3 separate regions of the Mus musculus genome follow, and regions 1 and 3 are each linked to region 2. Evidence: chromatin contacts called from public HiChIP or PLAC-seq and Micro-C data. All regions are on one chromosome and are shown on one strand. The core of a region is the stretch at or near the end of the contact, and the rest is flanking DNA. Distances in the headings are between cores, read along the strand shown. Region 1 has its middle 17 kb from the start of Sec61g. Region 2 has its middle 100 kb from the start of Gm25698. Region 3 holds the start of Egfr (epidermal growth factor receptor).

What was found. Hi-C and Micro-C count contacts between places; a contact is called where the count stands out from the background. HiChIP or PLAC-seq counts read pairs in DNA pulled down with a chosen protein or histone mark.
Region 1: a contact with region 2 is called in a Micro-C map of granulosa cells, with 3 times the contacts expected there. The contact joins two enhancer-like sites. A contact is called at or near these places in 1 of 15 datasets of contacts at CTCF or cohesin (pro-B cells), 6 of 484 Hi-C or Micro-C datasets (the CH12 cell line, Th1 cells, bone marrow-derived macrophages and 3 more), 3 of 115 datasets of contacts at active chromatin or transcription factors (embryonic stem cells, fibro-adipogenic progenitors and stem cell-derived neural progenitor cells) and 2 of 9 other capture datasets (adipose tissue and pancreatic islet).
Region 3: an H3K4me3 HiChIP or PLAC-seq map of neural progenitor cells shows a contact between it and region 2, with 46 read pairs. The contact joins the promoter of Egfr here to the enhancer-like site in region 2. A contact is called at or near these places in 9 of 39 promoter capture datasets (the 3T3-L1 cell line, 3T3-L1-derived adipocytes, cranial neural crest and 4 more), 2 of 484 Hi-C or Micro-C datasets (granulosa cells and nephron progenitors), 4 of 115 datasets of contacts at active chromatin or transcription factors (embryonic stem cells, neural progenitor cells and stem cell-derived neural progenitor cells) and 2 of 9 other capture datasets (liver and pancreatic islet).

Annotation. Positions count from the first base shown.
Region 1 is chr11:16,524,038-16,526,737 of GRCm38.p6, reverse strand. No RefSeq gene overlaps it. Among named protein-coding and RNA genes, the nearest start is that of Sec61g, 17 kb to the right of the region's middle. Within about 2 kb of position 1,252, at least 39 of the 459 cell types and tissues checked have an H3K27ac peak or open chromatin away from gene starts, as enhancers often do. A contact at or near this core is called in granulosa cells, where this site is marked.
Region 2 is chr11:16,626,520-16,629,219 of GRCm38.p6, reverse strand. No RefSeq gene overlaps it. Among named protein-coding and RNA genes, the nearest start is that of Gm25698, 100 kb to the left of the region's middle. Within about 2 kb of position 1,354, at least 17 of the 459 cell types and tissues checked have an H3K27ac peak or open chromatin away from gene starts, as enhancers often do. A contact at or near this core is called in granulosa cells, neural progenitor cells and stem cell-derived neural progenitor cells, where this site is marked.
Region 3 is chr11:16,750,837-16,753,601 of GRCm38.p6, reverse strand. Egfr (epidermal growth factor receptor) reads right to left here and starts at 1,399. Exons shown (of 28, transcript NM_207655.2): 1 at 1,032-1,399. The coding sequence starts at 1,119.

The DNA of each region.
Region 1 (2,700 bases), core at 3-2,502, 100 kb after region 2:
GGACCAGAGCCCTGCACTCACTTGGAGGTTTGCCACTGGAATTTATCTCAGAAGCAGAGAATTAGTCACAGGATTGCAGGTAACCACAAAAGAGAGGAGGGACACAAACTAATCGCATAATGAGACCTTGAGTGCCAGCACTTGCACAGAGCATCTGTTAATCTTACAAACAATCCCGTGAGAAAGATGTGGCTTCCTTCATCTTTTAGAAAAGCAAACTAGAGCTTAGAGCCACTTGGGAACAAGCTCAAAGAATTATGCACAATATTCAGGGCAGGCTGAGTCTCTATCCTGGAGTACCATAATTACAATCCACAAGTCCCTCTCTCACAGACCAGAGACTTTAACGGTAATATGTACCATCAATTCCATCATCTTGCCTTGGCTGCTGAGCATCTGTCAGTGCAGGGATCACATAAAAATTGGACATTAGACCCAAAGTCCAAATGTCCTTTTCTGGATTTTTCTGTTGCCACCAGAGTGGCAAAGTCTTGTAAGACTCCGGGGAGCCTTAGCTTACCAGGGACACCTGAGTGAACCATGTGGAGTCAGGATCAACGCAAAAAGCAAGAGGAATTTATTGTTCCAGTGCACTGGAGTCGTCCAGACCCAAAGGAGAGGCAGTGACCCCCCAGCACCAGTTTGGGGAATTTTTATATGGTTTCCAGGGCCAGAACAGAGCATCTGCAACTAGGCACAATATGATTGGCTGAACAGTGCACCTTTTAAACTGATTGGTCTTTAGGGAATGAGGTGACAAGGACTTCCCTTGTCTGAAGGTGAGCAATGGTCTGTCCTGAGGAATGTGTCCCCACCCGCAGGTTCCTGCCCTTAGGTCTGAGAAATGCTAATTAGCCTCTCCCTTCCAGAGGGCTGAGGGTTTCATGACCTTCCCAAAGTTCCTACGCTGACCTTTCCACTTCCATCAGTATGGCTTTGCTGGACTGTGTCACAGAGAGAAAGAAAGAAAGAAAGAAAGAAAGAAAGAAAGAAAGAAAGAAAGAAAGAAAGAAAGAAAGAAAGAAAGAAAGAAAGAAAGAAAGAAAGAAAGAAAGCGATTCTGAATCAAATAGATAGTTTGGGAAATGGATCCATTTTCTTTCCTCTGTAGCATTGAGTGAATGAATGTTTCTTGGTGCTCCCTAACAACCTGGCTATGTCTTCTTTCCTAGATGACAAAGTTGTTAAAGAGTGCACAGACTTAGAGTCAGTTCCTCCGTCTTTCCCACACCACTGTGTCAGAGATCCATGTTCCTGCACTGCCCTCTATTTATGACTATCTGAAACACAAAATCAGGAACTCTAGAGGGATCCAAGCACTCTTTAAAAAATTAGGGTGCTATTTTACAATAGACTTATACTGAGTTTTCAACATTCAGTAGGCAGGAGTGTCCATAGTAGTAAATATTGTACTGATATCAAACTACTGCACTTTTGAACTGTATTAGTGATAGCTGAAAAGAGAAAGTTAATACGATTTTGAGATGTTTAAAGGATAGTTTTTGATTGGAGATAGCAATTACAATACTAGAAATGGCTTCCAAAGCTCCTTGGAAAAGAGCATGGAGGGGAATCAGTCCAAGGGCTCACCAGGGTTTGGATACAGCCACAGAATTTGTGTATATTTTCTTGGTGGAACATCGCCATCTTGTGTCTTTTCCAGATATTTCACATAGAAATATGCATCACCATGGTTCTTTTAGTGTTTAATACTTGTTCCCTAGTACAGATTCTAATTTTTGTTTCAAGATTCAAACTAAATAACACAAGTACATGTATATAATTTTATACCTCCCACTTCCTTGTTTGTGTTTGCTAATTATTCAAAATGATGAGTTTATGACTCTTTCATACATGTACGTAGTCTATGTCAATCAATAGGCTATTGTAAACAACTGTATTATAGTATGATGTGCTGGTTAGTTTTATGTTAACTTGACACAAGCTAGAGTCTTTAGAGAGGAAGAAACCTCAATTGAGAAAATGGCTCTGCCTGTAGGAGATTTTCTTAATTAGTCACTGATGGGCAAGGCCCAGATTATCGTGCATGGTGCCATCCTTGGATTGGTGGTCACAGGTTTTATAAGAATGGCTGTGCAAGGCATTGGGAACAGTAAGCAGCACTTTTGCATAGCCTCTGCATTAGCTCCTGCCTCCAGGAGCTCCTACTGTCCTGCTTGAGTTCCTGTCCTAACTTCTTCCACCTATGGGAGGTGGTGTGAAAATGTAAGCCACATAAATCCTTTCCTCCCCAGTTTGCTTTTAGTCATGGGGTTTCATCACAAAAATACTAACTTCACTAAGACATATAATAATCAAAACTACAATGTTATGCATTGCATAATAAGCCAATCATGAGTTATAAAAGTTATATGTTCAAGGGGTTGCAATAGACCATATGGAGTGCAAGAAGACTGAGCACAACCAGCAACATAAAATTTCAAATGCTACACACCTCTGTTCAATTGCCTGATCCTCTGTACATCTCCCCTGTCTCCTCTCACACCTGATCCTGGCCTCTTATTTCCTCCCCACTCCTTTCTCCCTCCCTTAATTCCTCTCTCTCTCTCTACCTCCCTTGATTATTTTTGGTCTTCCTTCTTCTTGAGCTTCATATGGTCTGTGAGTTGTATCATGGGTATTCCAAGCTTTTTGCCTAATATCCACTTATAAGTGAGTACATACCATGTGTGTTTTGTG
Region 2 (2,700 bases), core at 105-2,604:
GGTTTTGAAGTCACTGAGGAGGGGATTGGGGTGGTAGAGGGAGCAGTGAGTGGGCTAAGGGGAATGTATATTTTAAATATATGTATATTTTGTATATCTGAAACACTTTATAAAGTTTGAGAAATGAACTCAAATATACAGGAATTTGTTTAAACACACACATAGGGGCGGAGGCTGAACTGGTACAAACAAACACAGACTGGAAGCAGAGTCACAAGCAGGTTAGTGGGAACAAGAGGGACAGGAGTTAAGAACCCTTTCAAACACTTGGAGTGTGCTAAAGTCCCTGCTTAACATCTGGAGATTGCTGGCTTGGGTTGTTTAAATTAACAAAGCCTATGTCAGAGGAAAGCACTATCACACAGCAAACATTGCTGAGCAGGTGTTAAAATTCTGCATGAACATATGTGAGTTCCCCCACTGTTTTTGCAGCTTTCTGTTTTAGTTGAATTATTACCTCTGTGAATTCAAAACTGTGAATGAAAGTGATAGAGCAAGTGACAGAGAGCGCACTCTCAAGCTCCCGGGTCTGTTTCCTGGGCTGTGGCTGAGGAGTGAATAGTTAACTCTCTAGCAAAGGGCTCCTCTCTCCCCCACACAGTTATTATCAAGAGTTTTTAGGGGAAGACAGTTTGTACCTTTCTTACAAAAACAATAAAATCTGATTTTCTTTTTTAAACATGGTTTTCTGAGTCATAATATAGTGGTGAAATAGAGTGGAAATTCTCCCTTATTTTTGTATTGCTCTTTTGCTACCAACTACCCATGACAGTTTCATCGACTGTAGTCCTTTGCACTTGCACTTGGCTTACATGAACTACTTGTTACAAAACAATCTTTATTCGTTTTCACATTCTTATACACAGCTCTTATGACTCTTGTTCATGCATACTTCAATCTCCCTTTGTGAGTGTTTACTGAGGGGTGTGGGAAATACATCATTTTAACACCTTACTTTTTAAACTTAGCATATCATAAGCATATGTGTGAATTTTAAAGGAGTGCTCATGTTGTATTGATCAAACATGGCCAGCGAAGCTCTCCCAGCTTCAGTCACACCAAATCCCCCCTTGTCTGTCCTTGAAAAGGGAAGATTTAAATTCTTCTGAAATGTTTCCAAGGGCTGAGACAACGCCACTGTGTGCTGATGGGTGGTTTTGTTCTCCTTCTATCTCTCTCGGTTAAATAAGAAATCAGATTCAGAGCCAAGTTCAAGGCATTCATTGCGTGGTGTGTAGCCGTTGCTTTGTCAGCTTCGGAAGCACCTCCCCCATTTTGGTGTGGGACAGTGGGCACTGTATGGAGCTCAGAAGAGAGCAGGTCCTTGCTGACAGCTCCCTCTGGTCCACTCTCATTGCCAAGTCCGTCTGTGCTCCTTTTGAGTCAGAACAAGGACTGTGGTGCAGCTGCTTACACTGTTGTATCAGATCTGAAGGGAGGGCACCATAGTGATGGGAGGTGGCTGCCAGAGAACCTGCAGGGTGAAATCCCTGTATGAAAGGACAGGAAAGTGACAGTAGCAAGTGAGTGCCCAAATACTCATTAGGTAGAAAACGGAGTGTGCTGCTGATCAATACAAAGAGAGAGAGAGAGAGAATGTAGATTAGTTACCTCTGAGTGACTAGACAAATGGTATTAAATCAACCAGTAATTACTATTTCTCATTATTTTCATCACATTCTGTGGGGAACTGGGGAGAAGGCATTGAGGAGGGATATCAGAGTGGCTTGCTTCCAGGCCTGAAGACCCCATGCCAATCCCTAGAATCCCCATGGGAGAAGAACCAATTCAGTAAGTTGTCTCAAGACCTCCTCAGGAAACCCATATGAACATGTGTGCACATATACATGTATTTGTGTATGCACACATGTGAATATACACGTAAATGTAAGGTAAATAAATGATAAAAGAATTGTAAAGCATTGTAAGGATAATAAACAAACATCTCTTCCAGGATGATAAGAAAAAGACAATGAAGAGAGAAGTGTTTTGATTGACAGATCACCAATCCATAATTGTGAGCTTTCACAATTGTCATATTGGAAGAAAAGCTGATCTCCATATGTTTTAGTGTTATTGTATGATAAGATTCCTGAGTCACACAGTTGGGAGTTTTCTGTAAGCCCCACATAGTTATCTGAAAATTAAATAAGGAAAAATGATCTATCTTTATTAGTTGCTTGCTGGTTGCTACAAAGAAATATTCTAGCAAAAGCAACTCCTCTTAGTTGCAGTTTCTATTGTTGTGTTTAAACACCACAGCCAAAGCCCCTTGGGAAGGAAAGGACTTATTTCCTTCTACAACTGTAAGGTTTTACTCTATCACTGAGGCAAGTCAGGACAAGAACTCAAAGTAGGAACCTGGAGGCTGGAAGTGAAGCAGGAGCCATGGAGAAAGACTGCTAACTGGTTTGCTACTCCTTGTTTTCTCACTTTGCATTCTTATATGTTCATATTTCGGTGGTTTCATTTACATCTAGGCTGGGTCTCCCCTATATGGTATTCCCTCAAAAGTATGTCCAGGGGCAACCATCCAAGATTATTCCCAGTATTTGTACCTGGAGGCTTGACTCCTGAGGATGCCAGATCCTGAGAAGTTTCCAATATTAAGCCATCATACTCTTGTTCTGGATAAATGCATTGCTATTATTAATATCTACTTAAGTCACAATTTTACCTCTGATTATTTCTAATGATCAA
Region 3 (2,765 bases), core at 150-2,649, 120 kb before region 2:
CTAACAAGTAAGAAAGTTTGCTACCGGCCTCATTTTGAAACACCAAGGGTGCACTACACCCAAGGGCCCAGCTGTCACAAGGAGGTCAGCCATCCATTGCAAAGGCAAGTGATGCTGCAGCAGCCCAAGCTTCTGGGAAAGGGCAAATTCAGGGATCCCAGGGGAAGTAGCCACCCCGCAACGCTAGCTCCAATCTGGCATGGAGCCTTGGTCCCCAACCAGTGCACCTAGCCTGGCAAGTCTCTGGCATGCTCTATGCCTAAGAGGCGGAATCGACCCACCCCACCCGCCACCCCCACGCCCTCCTTTTTTTTTTCCTAGTGAAGAAGCAAATGACCACTAACACCATCTCTTCCCAGAAGTCCTAGGTGGTTAGTGACAGAGAGATCTCCACACTTCCAGGTCATTGCTGCAACTACACACCCGCGAAAGGGCAAGCCAGAAATCTGCAAGCTACATTGGGACTCAGGCTACCAGGTCCTGAGAGTACCCTGCTGGAGAAGAGAGGAGTTGAGGGAAACCGCGCTCAGGAAACCGCGCGTCTCAGAGGTTCCGACCTTGACCAGGGGCGCGTTGGTTCGCACTCCAGTCCCTCAACTCTCACACTGAGCGGGTGGGACACACCCGACCCGCTTGAGGATCCGGGGTCCCTCCGCTCTCCCTGACAGTACTGGGCGCACGTGCGCCAATGCCCGGCGTCCCGCGCTGTCCCGCACCACGTTTCTGCTCCGAACGCCTACTGAGCGCAGGAAAGTGAGGCAACTAAGTTGGCAGCAGTCAAGAGCCCCGGAGCGCACAGCCGCGGCTCCCACGCTGCCCTGGCAGCCCCTCTGCTCCTAGCCCAGTCTCCCTTCCTTCGGCGGCCCCAGTCTCGCCCATTCCAGACTCCGTCCAGTTCCTCCTATGGTCCCGGCCGCCTTTGGGAGCCAGAAGAGGAGGAGCGGGCGGCTGGGGACTTAGAGTCCCGAGCGGAGGTTGGGACTGGGCGAGCTAGCTCGCAGGGGGCGCGGGCCGGTGGGACACGCCCTTACCTTTCTTTTCCTCCAACGCCCCACCTGCGGCGCAGAGCGCGGTCAGCAACACCAGCAGTGTGGTTCTCGCGGTCCCTGAGGGTCGCATCTCTGACCGGGAGAGGTTGGCTCTGGCTCTCCGGGATTAATCCGAGACAGACGGAGTCCCACGGTTGTGCCCAGTGACTGCGCCGGCAACGACGAGACCCGGACACAGGCTCGCGTCCAGGTGACCTGTCGTCTGTCTGGGAGGCGGTAGCCTCCGGGACTCGATCCAGACGCCCTAGCCCAGGAGGAGCGCACAGTGCGGGAAGAAGAGGAGGGAGGCTGCTGCGCGTTGCGCTGGGGCTGCCCAGACGTCTAGTTAGCTCGGGTCGGGACTGGGGGAGGCTGGGCGGGAGGAGGAGGGACTAAAGAAGGAGGAGGGATCCAGAGGAGCGAAGAGGAGGAGAATGTCAGGAGAGAGGAAGCGCTCTCCGCGAGGATCGAAAGCAGGCAGTGACCGGAAGGTGGTGGTGGATGGCCTTGGCCACCACTAGACAAGGCTCTGGGGGCGAGTTCTGGCTGTGTGCAGCGGGTCAGTGGGTGGCCTTTGGAGTTAATTTCTGAGGGGACTCCGCTCCGCTGCATTTCAGGACCTAGGAAGTCCAGCCAATCTATGCCAGGGTCCCCTCCTTCCTTCCCTCTGTCTCCCACCTTCTTCCTTCCTTTCTTTCAATTAACCAAACAACTCTGGACCACCTCGGTTACAAACTGTCCAACCACAGAGCACAGGTTGGAGAATAACACAGGTGGGGACGCTGTTCACGTATTCTCCATAACTTCTCCAGGATCTCAGAAGGGTCAGGCTGACTTGGCAGCAGTTTCCAACAGCACAGGCAGAGGCGGGTGCCTCAAGTCTGAAGTGGCACTAAGAAGTCCAAGGGTCCTTCAGATCCCATCAAGAACCCTCCATGTCTTCTGAAAGAAGGGCAGCCAACTCCTGACACTTAGAAGGGCCTCAGTATATTTGCTGGATGAAAGCATGCATGTTGAAGAACATGGCATTTTCTACACCTGGAGCCAGTCTGGAGTGCTTGAAAAGCAAAGCAACGTACACATGAGGCAAATTCCTCCACAAAAGCAGAGACTTGACATAACAGCAGTGAACAAATCTTTAGAGCAGTTAGCATCCTCTAGTGACCTCAGCTAGCCCTGCCGCACATCAGGAGGCAAATTGCCAAGTAAGTTCACTTAGAATTTGACCAGTAGAAATGTGTCCCTGAACTTCAGGACCCACAACTAAATTCCTTCAGCAAAGACCAACCAATGTCCCTACTTCTTAGCTATCAGAGGAATGTCCCCTGCTTCCATTCAATCCAAAGTCTCTGAGTTTTTCACAAAATCACTTGGTCCCCTAATTTAGGCCCCTTTGCTGTGGGTGTCCTTGTTAGCAGAAGTCATGGCTAACCAGTGAGGCTCAGTCCAGCTTTTTCCATGCAGCCAGAAAGGAGGCATTCCGGACTTTTCGTCCGCACCCTGCAAAGTCAGGGCTGCTGCCCAAGTTTTGTAGGTGGCGTCTTGAATGGGAACACGTCACCCAGCCTGTGCAGGGACCCTCATCACAACCTGAGACCTTCACTGAGAAGTAGAGCGGGGTTTCTTAAACTTTTCCCACGGGCAACCTCTTTTCATAGATGCTTTTTATGTAATCTTGGGATTTTATATAAAATAGGTGTTCAAATCAGACATCGACTAATGGTAGATCCTAATGCA